2 separate regions of the Sus scrofa genome follow, and region 2 is linked to region 1. The links are chromatin contacts, called in public Hi-C maps. All regions are on one chromosome and are shown on one strand. Each heading gives the region's core, a stretch centred on a gene start, on an enhancer-like site or on the middle of the called end of the contact. The rest is flanking DNA. Distances are from core to core; before and after follow the strand shown. Region 1 holds the start of VPS4B (vacuolar protein sorting-associated protein 4B). Region 2 holds the start of BCL2 (apoptosis regulator Bcl-2).

Region 1 (6,901 bases), core at 2,166-4,665:
AAGATGAAACCACTGATGCCACCTACTGGCCAACTGATCTCCCCAAACTCCAAAGATCATTTACAAGGTTTGTTCAACAAACCTTGGCTATTTAAACCTGTACTGTGTGTACATGCGGTGAGTGAGGGTGTGGGGCAGGGGGAGGAGGTTTAGAAAAAGGAAAATGCCATAAAAACACAAATTGAGTGTTTTTTTATTTTTATTTTTTTAAAAAAAACTTCCACAAAACGCCTAACCAGAGTTTTTCAAAAATGTCAGAGTTCCTGTGTGGCTCATCATGTAAAGGATCCAGCATTGTCACTGCAGTAGCTGAGTCTCTTGCAGTTGGTGAAAGTTTTTCAGTCTTTTCTTGTTTTTCATGACTTTGACTTTTTTTGGTTTGGGGGTTTTGTTTTGTTTTGTTTTTTGGCTGCACCTGGAGCAGGTGTGTATATATACACACACACACACATATATATATCCTATTTATTTTATGCATGTATAAGGTAAAAAGTTTCTGTTCTACTAGAAGGTAAGCTCCCAAAGAACAGGAATTTTTTTATACTTAAAGTTTTTATTTTAAATTTTAAACCTATTGCTCACATTCCATTGAAGAGAAAAGATTTCTGCCATTACTAGGGACACTGGCTATAAAGACACAAACATTCTGTTCATTAGCCAAGAATGTTGTGTTAGAACCCTATGCATTAGAAGAGAGGAAATAAGAACAACAAAAGGCTATGATTTTTAAAGAAATGTTTTATTTTAAAATAATATTTACAAGAGTTGCAAAGACATAAAGAATTCTTGTATACTCTTTTTTTCTTGTTTGGCTGCCCCACCACAAATGGAGTTCCTCTGCCAGGGAGCAGATTTGAGCTGCAATTGTGACCTATGCTGCAGCTGTAGCAATGCCAGATCCTTAACCTGCTGTGCCAGCTGGGGATCGAACCAGTGTCCCAGCACTCTGAAGATGCTGCCGATCCTGTTGGGCCACAGGGAGAATGTCAAGAATTCCTATATACTTCCCACTGAACATCCCCTACTGCCAAAATCTTAAATAACCATGGCATATTTATCAAAACTAAGAAATCGGCATCAGTATAATACTATTAGCTAAAATACAGACTTTATTCAGATTTCATCAATTTTCCACTCTTTTTCTGTTCCCGGATGCTGTCCAAGATCCCATATTGCATTTAGTTGTCAGCCTCTTGAGTATCTTGCAGTTGGTGATAAGATTTTCAGTCTTTTCTTGTTTTTCATGAGTTTGAAATTTTTTGGTTTGAGGGTTTTGTTTTGTTTTGTTTTTTGGCTGCACCTGGAGTAGGTGTAAGTTCCCGGGCCAGGGACTGAACCTGTGCCACAACAGTGACCTCAGCCACTGCAGTGACAATGCTGGATCCTTTACATGATGAGCCGCACAGGAACTCTTTGACATTTTTTAAAAATTCTGGTTAGGCATTTTGTAGAAGTTTTATTTATTTATTTATTTTTTAAAAAAACACTCAATTTGTGTTTTTATGGCATTTTCTCATGATGAAATGTAGGTTAAGAACTTTCTAAAATACCACAGATGATACTCTTCTCATTGCATATTTGAGGGCAGGGTACATGATATCAACATGATTTATTTCTGTATTGGTGATAAAAGAGGAATGTTTGATTATTTGGTTCATATCCAGCATCTAAAGTACCCTGGCATATGGTATTACTCAATAAATAACTCAATGAATTCTCTTTTCATCATTACATGTCTATTTCTCCCACTAAATTGTAAACTCCTAAATGGCAAGGACCATATCTTATTCATCTTCAAAGTTTCCTAATACCTAGTGGACTTTTGTTTAGTGGGTGTTCAGTAAAACTTTAGAGATTGAATTGAAAGGTAAATTGGAGTCTGGTTGTACCTTCAGGCAAAAGCAAGTCTAAAAGTCACTAAGGAACCAGAGAGTTATTTTAAGCAGCTCAGTTTAATAGTTTAACTTTCATTTAGTGTCTACAATGTGCTCACATTCTAAGGGCTGGAGTCCTTACATTATTTTACCAGTAACTGAAAGGGGACAGAGGAGTGAGAAGAAGCATTGGTAGATGCAGGCAGAGGGCTTTATCTTTGAACCTGGATGACAGAGATTTGGTGATATCCTTCTGAGAAGGCAAGACAGAGAAGGAAGTATGAGGTATAATTAATTTGGCTTTCAATGTGTTGAATTTGTCTTGTGGGGAAACTATACAGTTTTTGGAGATCTCTGGGAGTGAACTGTTAAATACTGGGCAGAACACACCCTGGCCTGGAGATTGACATTGGAAGCCATTTCTATCCTGTTGTTATCTGGAGCCCAGGAAACGGTAAGAGGAGCAGAGATTGAGTAGTATGAAAGAGGATGCCGCACTCTTGAGGAAATTCTACCCTTAGGAATTAAGAATGGTAGAAAGTGAAGAGGATAGAGAAAGGACACTAGGACACTATGCAGAAGAGATTTCAATAACCGGGTAGTGACAATACCAATAAAAAGCAGGAGGGGGGTTCCCTGGTGGCCTAGCAGTGAGGATTCAGCCTAGTCACTGCTGCAGCTCAGGTTCCTGCCACCAGGGAGGTCAAAAAAGGGGGTGGGGGAGGGAAGTACTTCATTTAGGAGACGCCAGGTGATTAGAAAGGATTAGGAAGCTAAACTAAGAAAGGATGAAGAAAAACAGGACTGTGGCTGCAAACAACAGAAAAAAGGGTCTTTAGTTCTGCCAATAATCCCCGACTTCTGTGATCACATATAAAGCACTTAACCTCTCAGGCCATTAACTTTCCTTGTAACAATAACTGGAATAAGTAATATCTGATAAGAGTTGGGTGCAGCAGCCTGCATCCCCATTGGACTACCATAATGCCTTTGAAGACAGCAGCCATACATAACTTTTACTAAAGTTCTCCGGGCCTCCTAGAGCCTTGACAATGACCGTTGGGGAAATGTTCGTTGGATAAACTGTAAAGCGTGAGCAGTAACAAGTTCCAACGCATACTCAGACCTTCCCGCTCGCTTATCCCTGTGCAATGCGCCTAACCATGCAGCGCCAGCATTCTTCACAACCCGGAGTTAGGCACTGTAATTCCCCCCATTTTACATAAGAGTAAGTGTTAAGGGGCCCAAAGTCCCCAACCAAGACTGGATCACTTTTTTCATACAGCATCCACAGCCCGACAGAGCGCGCTCCATGACCTGGAGTGAAAGGAGCCAGAGCTAATAACAGCATTAGACATCAGGAAAAGGAAGAACACCGAAGGATTCTCAGCCCCCAGAGAGCCCCTCAGCCCCAGGCCGGAGTCTCAGTGCGTCTGCGCGCTGGCTGACTTCCGCCAGGCCTCGGGTAGGCTTCAGGGACCTCTCTCCCGGTCTCGCGAGGCCTGGGACTGAGGCAAGACCCGGATGGCTCGGGACAGGGTGGTGCGCATGTTGATGACGAAAGCGGAAGTTCTAAGGCCGGAGGTGGGAGTTCAGGATTGCGGAAGTTTTGTAAGGAGGGTCGGGCGGCTTTGAGATCGCGGTGCTGTTTTCAAATAAGTTGCGGAAAGGAGGCCGCTGTTGGGGGTTTGAGAGCAGCCAGCCTACGCACGTTTAGGGGTAACTCCGGGCCTGACTCGGCGTTGCTGCTGTTGTCTTCTGCCTCCCTTCCTCTTCGGGGAATCGCCTTTCCGCCATGGCATCCACCTCGCCCAACCTCCAGGTATCACTTTTCTCCCTCCCCCTGGAGAGCCAAAGCCGAGGGGGGCGCGGGGCGTAGGGTGTGGGGTGAAGTTAGGGGGCAAGGAGGAGAGAGGAAGCGGCCGCGCCCCTCTGGCCTGACGGAGGAGGGCTGTGCCGGCGTCGGGCGGCAGGTGGGCAGGTCAGGCCCTTTCTGCCAGCTTCCGGGGTCTCCCAAGCCCAGTGATTTTGTGGGAGTCTTGATTTTCATTAAGTTTTTTTTTTTGTTTGGGGGGGGGGCGAAGTGGCTTTTTTTTTTTCCTTTGAAAGCCAGCCGAGTTTAAACTGAACTGGGCACAGATTTGAACGAGAGGCGCAGAAGCTCCAATCAGTGTAAGGGAGAAAGGAAAGATTGTAATGTATCCAAAGCACCGACTGCTCTGGATTAGTTGAAAGTAGGGTGGTCCGACTTCTCTCCTAGTTTCTCAAGTTTGTATAGGAAAACCTTTCTTTTCGAGAGCTGTCAGGTGAATAGAAACGTGCAAACAGGCTCGAATTTAGAGGAATCGGTGAATTCATTGAGTTCCGCATTCATGTGCACTCACAGCTCCCAAAATGTAGTATATAAGATCAGAGAATATTCTTAAACTCTTTTGTGACTTCACCTTCCCATCCCTACCATAGTGAGCTCCGTGTTTGGTAAATAAATCCTGTAATTTTAAGATTTTAGACTTGTTAGATCTCTGTGGAATGGGGTTCACTGAGATGAGAATTTTGTTGTTGTCGTTGTTGCTTTTTAGGGCCGCACGCGCGACATATAGACGTTCCCAGGCTAGGGGTGGAATCGGAGCTACAGCTGCGCGCCTATGCCACAGCAACACCGGATCCAAGCCGTGTTTGCGACCTACACCACAGCTCACCACAGCGCCGGATGCCCTACCCACTGAGCGAGGCAGGCATCGAACCCTGATTTTTGTGGATACTAGCTGGATTCGTTTCCGCTGAGCCAGCAGGAGAACTCCCAGATGAGAAATTTTTGAGACAGTCACCAAAAAGAGGGTTGGGGTGCTTGTTTGGGACTTTTATCTTGAAAATCGACCAAAAATATTATAAAAATGTTTTATGTCTTTTGAAGTGCCCATCTTGCCTTTATCCTTACTGGTTTGTGAACAGTTAACTGCATAGTTTCATTCCATCATCTTTTTAAAAAAAAAAAAAAACTTTTTCTTTTGAAGTATAGTTTATTTACAATGTCATATTAGTTTCAGGTGTTCGGCATAGTAATTCAGTATTTTTACAGATTACACTCCATTAAAAGTTATTATAAGATAATGGCTGTAATTTCCTGTGCTATATACAATATATCCTTGTTGCTCATCTATTTTATACATAATCCACCATCTTTTCATTTGTCAAGACTGCGTGTGATTTGGGCATTCTGCAATGCAATTTTCATCTCTTTACTCATTTTTTTTTTTTGCTAGATTTGCAGTTTCGTTCTATAATCAGTTGTATCATATTTGAATTGGACTGTAGATGTTCTTCAGCGAATCAGCTCAAGATAGACCCATGTTAAAGGCATAGTTGCTAGTGTTAAACAGGGAGCTATAATGAGTTATAATTTTATCAGTTGTTGGGTCACAAGTGGGCTTTCTCATTCAACCTTTTCAGCCTTCTAATGTAGGAAATTTGGATGAAGAATATTCAGATAATAACTTTCTCACCGACCAAGGCTTGTGTAACTCTTCAGGGATAAGTGAGAAATGTTCCACAGAGGAGGTGATGTGAGCTTAAAGTGAAAGGTACTGACACTAATTGTCTGCCCAGTGTTTGATGTGATCTCATTTAGTCCTCAAAACAACTCTTCATTGTGATTATTATTCCACTTTCACAATATAATACACCAAGGCTTATTAAGGTTATGATTTACATGAAGACATACAGTTAATTGGTGTTGAAGATAATTTCGAATCCAGGTCCGTCTGCTTATAAGTGTGTGGTTTTTTCACTATAAAGTCACACCTTCTTAGACAAGAAAGTAGAATGCATTCCAGGCAGAGAAAAACAGCAAATGCCTCAGTCTAGAAGTGTAATAAACCTTGAAAGGGTTGAGAGAAATTGCAATGAATGCAGTATGCCTACAATTCAAAGTTTACTCAGTCCTGAATATGTTTTGAGTGTCTACTATGCCATGCATTTTGCTAAGTGGAAATTTGGAGGAAGCAAAGGTTAGGCTGCCAGGGATGGGGGGAGGGCTTTGCAGCTGGAGAACCATGACTGTGCTAAGTCTTGGAGAAGCTGGAGTTTTACAGGGAGACGGGGATAGGGTATTTCAGGTGGAGAGCCCTCGATAGACAAAGGCATGAAGTCTGAGCTATCCAAATTGTCCCAGTAGTTTGGTGTGACAGAAACAGTGTGTGTCAGGTACGAGGTTCAGCATAGGTAGGTCACATCATGAGGAGTGGTGCGTGCCATACAAAGATGATTGGTCCCCGTTCTGCTGTAGATGGGGCGTCAGAAGGCAGTGAGCTCAGGTTTTTGTTTGAGACCAAAACCATCATGTGTGTACAGGGGACAGGTTGACAGGTAAAGCAAGCGTGGAAGCAGGGAAACCAGCAAGGAGGCAGGATTCTGTGTGATGGGAGATGGTGAGGGCCAAAGTAGCACAGTACCTATTAGAATAAAGAATTGATCAGGAGTTCCCCGGTGGCTCAGCACTTTAAAGATCTGGTGTTGTCACTGCGATAGCTCTCATTACTGCTGTGATGTGGGTTCCATCCCTGGCCAGGGAACTTCTGTATGCTGTGAGTGCTGCAAAAGGGAAAAAAAGGATCAATCAGAGACAAATTGAAGAGGAAGAATAGTTAGGCCTGGATCTGTGTTTAGAAAGTGAGAGAGGAGCAGGAGGAGTTTTCTCCCAGCTTCCTTGATTGAGTTAGTGGGTGAGAATTGATTCTGGGATTACAAGAAGAGGGGGCATATTTGGGGCCAGGGTGATCCTGAACTTTTTGGGTTTGATATGCTTGTGGGGACAATCAAGCAGAAATGTCCTTTTTGCAGTTGAGTAGGTATATGTAGGACTCAGGCTGGACTGGAGATGATGATATCGGAGTTATTAGCACACAGACTGTAACAGAAGTGTGGGCATCGTGGAGAGTTTATAAAATGAGGAAAAACAAAGAGCAAGGTAAAAACCCAGTGGAATGTCAGCCTATAAGGAGAGAGAAAAGGGAGCCTGAAAAAGAATC
Region 2 (6,901 bases), core at 2,688-5,187, 100 kb after region 1:
TCTTTGTGCCAGTAACATATGGTTTCGATGACTCTAGCTTTGTAGTATAGTCTAAAGTCAGGGAGCCTGATTCCTCCAGCTCCACTTTTCTTTCTCGGGATGGCTTTGGCTACTCTGGGTCTTTTGTCAGTTTATTCACTTTAAATGCCAAGTCATTAATTTAAAAGGAAAAAAAATTGCCATGAGTAGATTTTTTCTGCTTTCCTCTATAAACCAAAAGCAAACATTTGCTGGCCTTTAAACTTGCACAACACAATGATTTATCTGTACTTTATTGCCTGGTTTCAAAAGTTGTTGCTTAATTATACCAAACATTTTTTGAGGTTTAGGACCCACCAAAAATTAGCCAGGTGTGTTTCTCAGTTAAACTAAGGTTTGTTGGTTTAGATTGGGCAAAAGAGGAGTTCCCGTCATGGCTCAGTGGTTAACGAATCCCACTGGGAACCATGAGGTTGTGGGTTCAATCTCTGGCCTTGCTCAGTGGGTTAAGGATCCGGCATTGCCATGAGATGGGGTGTAGGTCACAGACACGGCTCGAATCTGGCGTTGCCGTGGCTCTGACGTAGGCCAGTGGCTACAGCTCTGATTGGACCCCTAGCCTGGGAACCTCCATGTGCCACGGGAAGTGGCCCTAGAAAAAGGCAAAAAGACAAAAAATAAATAAATAAATAAATAAATAAATAAATAAATTGGCAAAAGTTTTCTGATGAGGACAAGGATGGTTTGAGAGCACACAGTGGATGATTTAGATGTGATCACTCTTACAGAAGATGGGCTCTGGAAATAAATTAATCAGGAATAGTACTAGTGTTAGTAACTATTACTAATAGGGAATTAGTATATAATAACATTATTATATAATGTTTTGTCAACAAAGTATGCAAATCATCTTAAATCTATCCTGTTCCACTGAATCATTTAGTATTAAGAGCTTATAGCATATAAGATATTTATGTCAATTTTATTTCAAAAAAGTTGGAAATAATAATGTAGGAGATACTTAAAATTGGAAATTAGTGTTTTGGATTGCTTATTCCATCCTGTGAGATGTTATATTTTTAAGCAGTTCATTTTTTCTTTTATGCAGCCTCTCTGCTTGTTTTTACTCTTACTAGTCAGTTCCCTTTGTTTACAGATTTATTTGCACTTCAGTATGCCTAAATGGTTTGGGTTCATGTTTTATATTTTTAACTCTTTCATCTTATTAGCTGTCAATTCCCTTTTCAACAGTGTCTTTCTATCCTCGTTTTAAATAAAAATTTTAATAGTTGGGAAGATTTGATATATACCTGTATGAAATATTAGTATGTTTAGATTAGAATAATGTCCTTTTTGAATTTCATAAACTTTAGGAACATTTACATTGGTGATGGATGAAGAGAACTTTCTGAAGGATGCTGTTAAATATCAACCAGTAGGTGGCGAAAACTGGCAATAAAAAGCTTTTGTTTGGCAGATTTGAGAATAAAGAAGGGAAAACACAGGCCTTTTAGACTCTTGACACAATCTCCATTCCCTCCGTTTTGTTCTTTTCTCCTCCTGGTGCTACCCTACTGCTAGAACCCAGCCAGGTGAAGCTAGGAAAAGGACCATCCATTGGCTTTTAAAGGTGGGACATATCTTGAGAAGTGAAAAGCCCACAGTGCCTACATTTGGAACATCATTGGAAGGTCTCTAAATTCACACTTAGGACTCCTGACTCAGACCAGTGCTCCCTCCACTAGCTGAACAATACCCAGAAACAACCAGTTAATTCCACTCTTCCAGGGAGTACTTGTCTTACCCTTTAGGTGGAATCTAATAAACATGAATGGAGGAAGGGTTTCATTCTTTTGATTGAAAGTATCCAGAACATTCCTCGGGAACGTACAGTACTGCTTTGGTCAAGAACTAATGCAGACCTGTCCTAAGAGTGTTTGATTATGGTCAAGATGCTACATAAATGTGGAAGAATCTGTAAAGTGAGGTTCTAAAGTAAAAGAAAAAAAAGGAAGCTTTTCTTTCTCTGGGAATAGGGTATCTGTTTCCTTCCGGTTGCCCGCTCTGTAGAAGTACAATCTCTTTTCCAGCTCTGGCCTTTCATTTCCTTACTCACATGCTGGGTCTCAGAAGCACTAAGGCTTTCAGTTCCCCTTAAGTAATCTTGAGGGTTTGACAAGGTTCTCAAACAAGGTTCTCTCATGATTCCTAAACCGTGATGTGTGGCATTAGCACAGGTTTCTGCTCTTTATGTGAACAGAGAGCCCAGATCAATCGATACCCAGTGTCTCTCTCCAGGACAGCATACCTCCACGCCGCTGCCATGGATAAAAGGCGACACTGTCACAGTTGGGAGGCAGGAAGTACCATCTTCATTCATTCTCTCTTGCCAGGATAAGACATTTGTACCAGACATCCATTCCTATATGCAAGAGGCTTGGCATTGTTAGCTGATTGGCTTTGATGGGTGAAGAAAGGAAAATAATTTGCTGTGCTTATTTTGCCAAAGAATGAATGCTTTGATTTTAGATTAGGAATGAGACAAAATAAAGGTAGTGTGAGAACATATTTGTACTTGTGGCAGTACTCACGTGTCATGTTTCTATGATCACAACAATCCAGTATCCCTATATGTTTGTTCTTGAGTTCTATTAGGTAAGCTACCCTGCTATTTGTAAATTTTTCTTGGTGCTTTATTTGTCAAAGACTCTTAGAGATAAAAATAAACACATGCCACTTGTTTGCTCTTTGTGCCTTTCTCCTGGGGGCTGTTCATGCTTGTGAATAAAAAAAAATGTGTATATAGTGCGTGTGCGAGTCTGTGTTTGTGTATAAATAACTCGAGAAGGTGCAGCTATCTAGATTGGCTGCTAGGTGGCCGTGGACCCACTTACCCTGGTTTGGGGGCTTGGGGCCTTAAGGTAGCCCTGTAGCCTCCCACGGTAGCGTGGCGGGCAGCCCCTAACCCAGTGCCCAGACTGTTAGTAGAGGAAAAACATTGACTTAACCACTTGAAAGCCCTTGGTATATACCCCACTAATCCCTCTGCCGGGCCACTGAGAGCTATGTCTGGCTTTGGTCATGGATGGTGTCACCGAAGTGTATTCTCTGCGTGGACACCTAGGAAGCAACTTGAAAGTAAACACACGCTTGGGGCTTCCCTCGCTGATGAATGTGCAGCAGCGTCGCCTCCGTTCGGAGGGCAGCGCTGAGGTCTCTTTGCTTCGGTCAGCATCTGCCAAGCGCTGGTGTGTACACACACAGGGGCTGCTGTGTGTACACACACACAAGGGCTTGTGTGTACACACACACACACACACACACACACACACACACACGGGAGCGCGCGCGCGGTTAGGGCCGAAGTGATTACTGGCGCTTGTTTTCTTGGCGCCCACCCCCGTCCCCTAGCAGCCACCCATCCGGCCGCGTGCGGTTCCCCCGGCGGCCCTGGCCGCTCGCCGGGCCCTCCGAAGGCCCGAAGAGGCCCCGCGCACACCCACCGCGCCGCGGCCGCGCGGGAGGCCTGCGCCGCCCGCGCCACCCACCGGCTGGGCCCAGCGGGCAGGCTGAGCGAGCGGGCGGGCGGGGGCTGTCCCGGGCTCGCCCTCCCCGGCCGCGGCCCTGCGCGCCATGTGTCCCCGCGGGGCGCGCCGCTCCAGAGCCGGCCGCGGCTCCTTTAACCCAGGGAAGGGGAGCGGGGCGGAGGGGGCGGAGGGGGCGGTGGGGCGGCTCCGAGGAGGGCTCTTTCTTTCTTCTTTTTTTGAATGAACAGTGTGACGTACATACAGGAAACCAGTCGGTTAGAGGAGAATGAAGTAAGAGGCCAGCCCCCCCGGCCCCGCGCCCGCCCCCTTCCTCCCTGCGCTGGCCCCCGCCCGCCGGGCTCCCGCCCGCCAAGCTCGGTTTCCCCGCCGAGCCGCCGCCGCTGCCGCCGCCGCCGCCGCCGCCGCCGCTGCCAGCGAAGGTGCCGGGAGCCGAGCCCTCCCCGCCGGCGCGGCCGTCATCGCCCTGAGCGGGAGCGCGGGGGAGGCGGGCGCAGCCAGCTCTGCCGCGCAGGAGCAGGAGGAGGAGAAAGGGTGCGCAGCCCGGAGGCGGGGTGCGCCGGTGGGGTGCAGCGGAAGAGGGGGTCCAGGGGGGAGAACTTCGTAGCAGTCATCCTTTTTAGGAAAAGAGGGAAAAAATAAAACCCTCCCCCACCACCTCCTTCTCCCCACCCCTCGCCGCACCACACACAGCGCGGGCTTCTCGCGCTCGGCACCGGCGGGCCGGGTGCGTCCAGCCTTCATTTATCAAGCAGCTTTTCGGAAAATGCATTTGCCGTTCGGAGTTTAATCAGAAGAGGATTCCTGTCCCCGTCCCCGGCTCGTCCACCGGCCCCCGGTCCCTGTCTCTCTCCCGTGGAGGCGTGAAGCGGCCCCGCGGATAGAAATCCATGTCCGTGCCCGCGCGTGTGTGTGCGTGTGTAAATTGCCGAGAGGGGAAAAATCACAGGACTTCTGCAAATCCCGGACTGAAAATTGTAATTCATCTGCCGCCGCCGCTGCCTTTCTTTTCTCGTGCTCTTGAGATCTCTGGTTGGGATTCCTACGGATTGACATTTCTGTAAAGGAGAAGTCTGGGAATCAAACTGGAAATTCTCCTAATTTTTACACCTCCTCCCCCAGCTCCTGATTCATTTGGAAGTTTCAAAGCAGCTATAACTGGAGAGTTCTGAAGATTGATGGAATCTTTGCCTTATGCATTTGTTTTGTTTTCACAAAAAGGAAACTTGACAGAGGATCATGCTGTCCTTAAAAAATACAAGTAAGTTCTTTGCACAGAAAATTGGCTTAATGTAACTTTCAATGGAAACATTTGAGATTTTAACTTTTAAGTGCATTCGAGTAAGTTTAATTTCCAGGCAGTTTAATACATTCTTTTCAGCTGTGTAACTTGTAGTGTGTTAAGCCCTGCTTTCACCCAGTGTATAAAGGGAAATGCACCTGATTTTGACTGATTAGTTTTTTTAACCTTTCAGCATCACGGGGGAAGTAGACTGATATTAACAATAATTAATAATGTGCCTCATGAACTAAAGATCCGAAAGGAATTTAAATAAAAATTTCCTGCATCTCATGCCAAGAGGGAAACACCAGAATCAAGTGTTCCGCGTGACTGAAGACACCCCCTCAACCAAGAATGCAAAGCACATCCAATAAAATAGCTGGATTATAACTATTCTCTCTTTCGGGGCCGTGGGGTGGGAAGCGGGGGCGAGAGGTGCTGTTGGTACCCGGCTGCTTTTCCTCTGGGAAAGGATGGCGCACGCTGGGAGAACAGGGTATGATAACCGGGAAATAGTGATGAAGTACATCCACTATAAGCTGTCGCAGAGGGGCTACGAGTGGGATGCCGGAGACGCGGGCGCCGCGTCCCCGGGGGCCGCTCCCGCACCGGGCATCTTCTCCTCCCAGCCCGGGCGAACCCCCGCTCCCGCCAGGACCTCGCCGCCGCCGACCCCGACCGCCCCCGCCGCCACCGCCGCCGCCGCCGCCGCCGCGGGGCCTGTACTCAGCCCGGTGCCACCTGTGGTCCACCTGACCCTGCGCCAGGCCGGCGATGACTTCTCTCGTCGCTACCGCCGCGACTTTGCCGAGATGTCCAGCCAGCTGCACCTGACTCCCTTCACCGCGAGGGGACGCTTTGCCACGGTGGTGGAGGAGCTCTTCAGGGATGGGGTGAACTGGGGGAGGATTGTGGCCTTCTTTGAGTTCGGTGGGGTCATGTGTGTGGAGAGCGTCAACCGGGAGATGTCGCCCCTGGTGGACAACATCGCCCTGTGGATGACTGAGTACCTGAACCGGCACCTGCACACCTGGATCCAGGATAACGGAGGCTGGGTAGGTGCATGTGTGGTTGAATGTGAGTCTGGGCTGCGCGTTAAGGGTCTGAGATGCAGTGGTTGGAGTGTGGGTGGGCTGCTCGACCAAGGGCGGGCGGATGAGCCAGTGCTATAAAATCAGGTTTGTGGCTTCCCTCCCCATTTCCCCTGTTCAGAGCTCTCTCCCTGCCAACCGTACTGTGATCATTCCTTCCCGCCAAAACTGTTTGCCTTGCTTGCCAACCGTTGAGTTTCAAAGATCCAGGCTTTGCTATTCAGTAGGCTCTTGGGATAATGGTATCCCTTCAGTGTTTTTCAAACTGGGAGTCCAAGGATCCCCAGCATTACTGTACCTGGCCTGAGTAGCTCCTTGAAATCAGAGACAGGGCCAACTCATAAACTGACCTCAGGCTGGGCCCTGGGAATCTGCATCAGAAATAAGCCCCTCTGGGGGTTTCTTCTTTGTACTAAGATGTGAGAACCACCCAATTAGAAGAACAGACTCCCCCAGAAGACCAAGGTCATGCCTTCTCCTCACTTGGTAACATCTACCCAAAGAGGAAAACCAATGGAGCCTATTTCCCTGAAAATCTTGGATGTTTGTGAAAAGGTAAATTGTAAGTTGACTTTCCAAAAGTCCGGCCATTCCAAGCTGCAATGTGAGCCACATTCCCAGTGGGCATGACCCATTGTCTTGAAGAACACTCATCTATGGGTGTTTATTTCATCAGTGGCAGAATTTGCATTCGCTGCACGCTTTGTGTTCTATTTCTATAACTTGTGTATGATTTTGAGGTTTACTGGAATTTTACTGTCTTACTTTTCACCAACTAGAATTCACATCATTTTGGGTCTTCTCTGCTGGATAAACGTGAATCTACAGTATCTATATAAAGCATAGAAGAATTGATTCTTAGCTATGGATTCCTGTGCTCTGACTTTAGTTGAAGTGATTAATGCCTGTATCTTTGAAGAACATGTGTGAGCATATTTTTTTTTTTCTGGTATTGTGCTAGGTAGAGCCTTCATTATGTCACCATAAATTTCTTTTTGGGTGTA

What was found. Hi-C and Micro-C count contacts between places; a contact is called where the count stands out from the background.
Region 2: a Hi-C map of retroperitoneal adipose tissue shows a contact between it and region 1, with 1.7 times the contacts expected there. The contact joins the promoter of BCL2 here to the promoter of VPS4B in region 1. A contact is called at or near these places in 3 of 47 Hi-C or Micro-C datasets (embryonic fibroblasts, heart right ventricle and retroperitoneal adipose tissue) and 1 of 2 datasets of contacts at active chromatin or transcription factors (alveolar macrophages).

What each region holds. Positions count from the first base shown.
Region 1 is chr1:158,229,624-158,236,524 of Sscrofa11.1, forward strand. VPS4B (vacuolar protein sorting-associated protein 4B) reads left to right here and starts at 3,416. Exons shown (of 11, transcript XM_003121699.5): 1 at 3,416-3,696. The coding sequence starts at 3,670.
Region 2 is chr1:158,333,466-158,340,366 of Sscrofa11.1, forward strand. BCL2 (apoptosis regulator Bcl-2) reads left to right here and starts at 3,938. Exons shown (of 2, transcript XM_021099593.1): 1 at 3,938-5,861. The coding sequence starts at 5,280.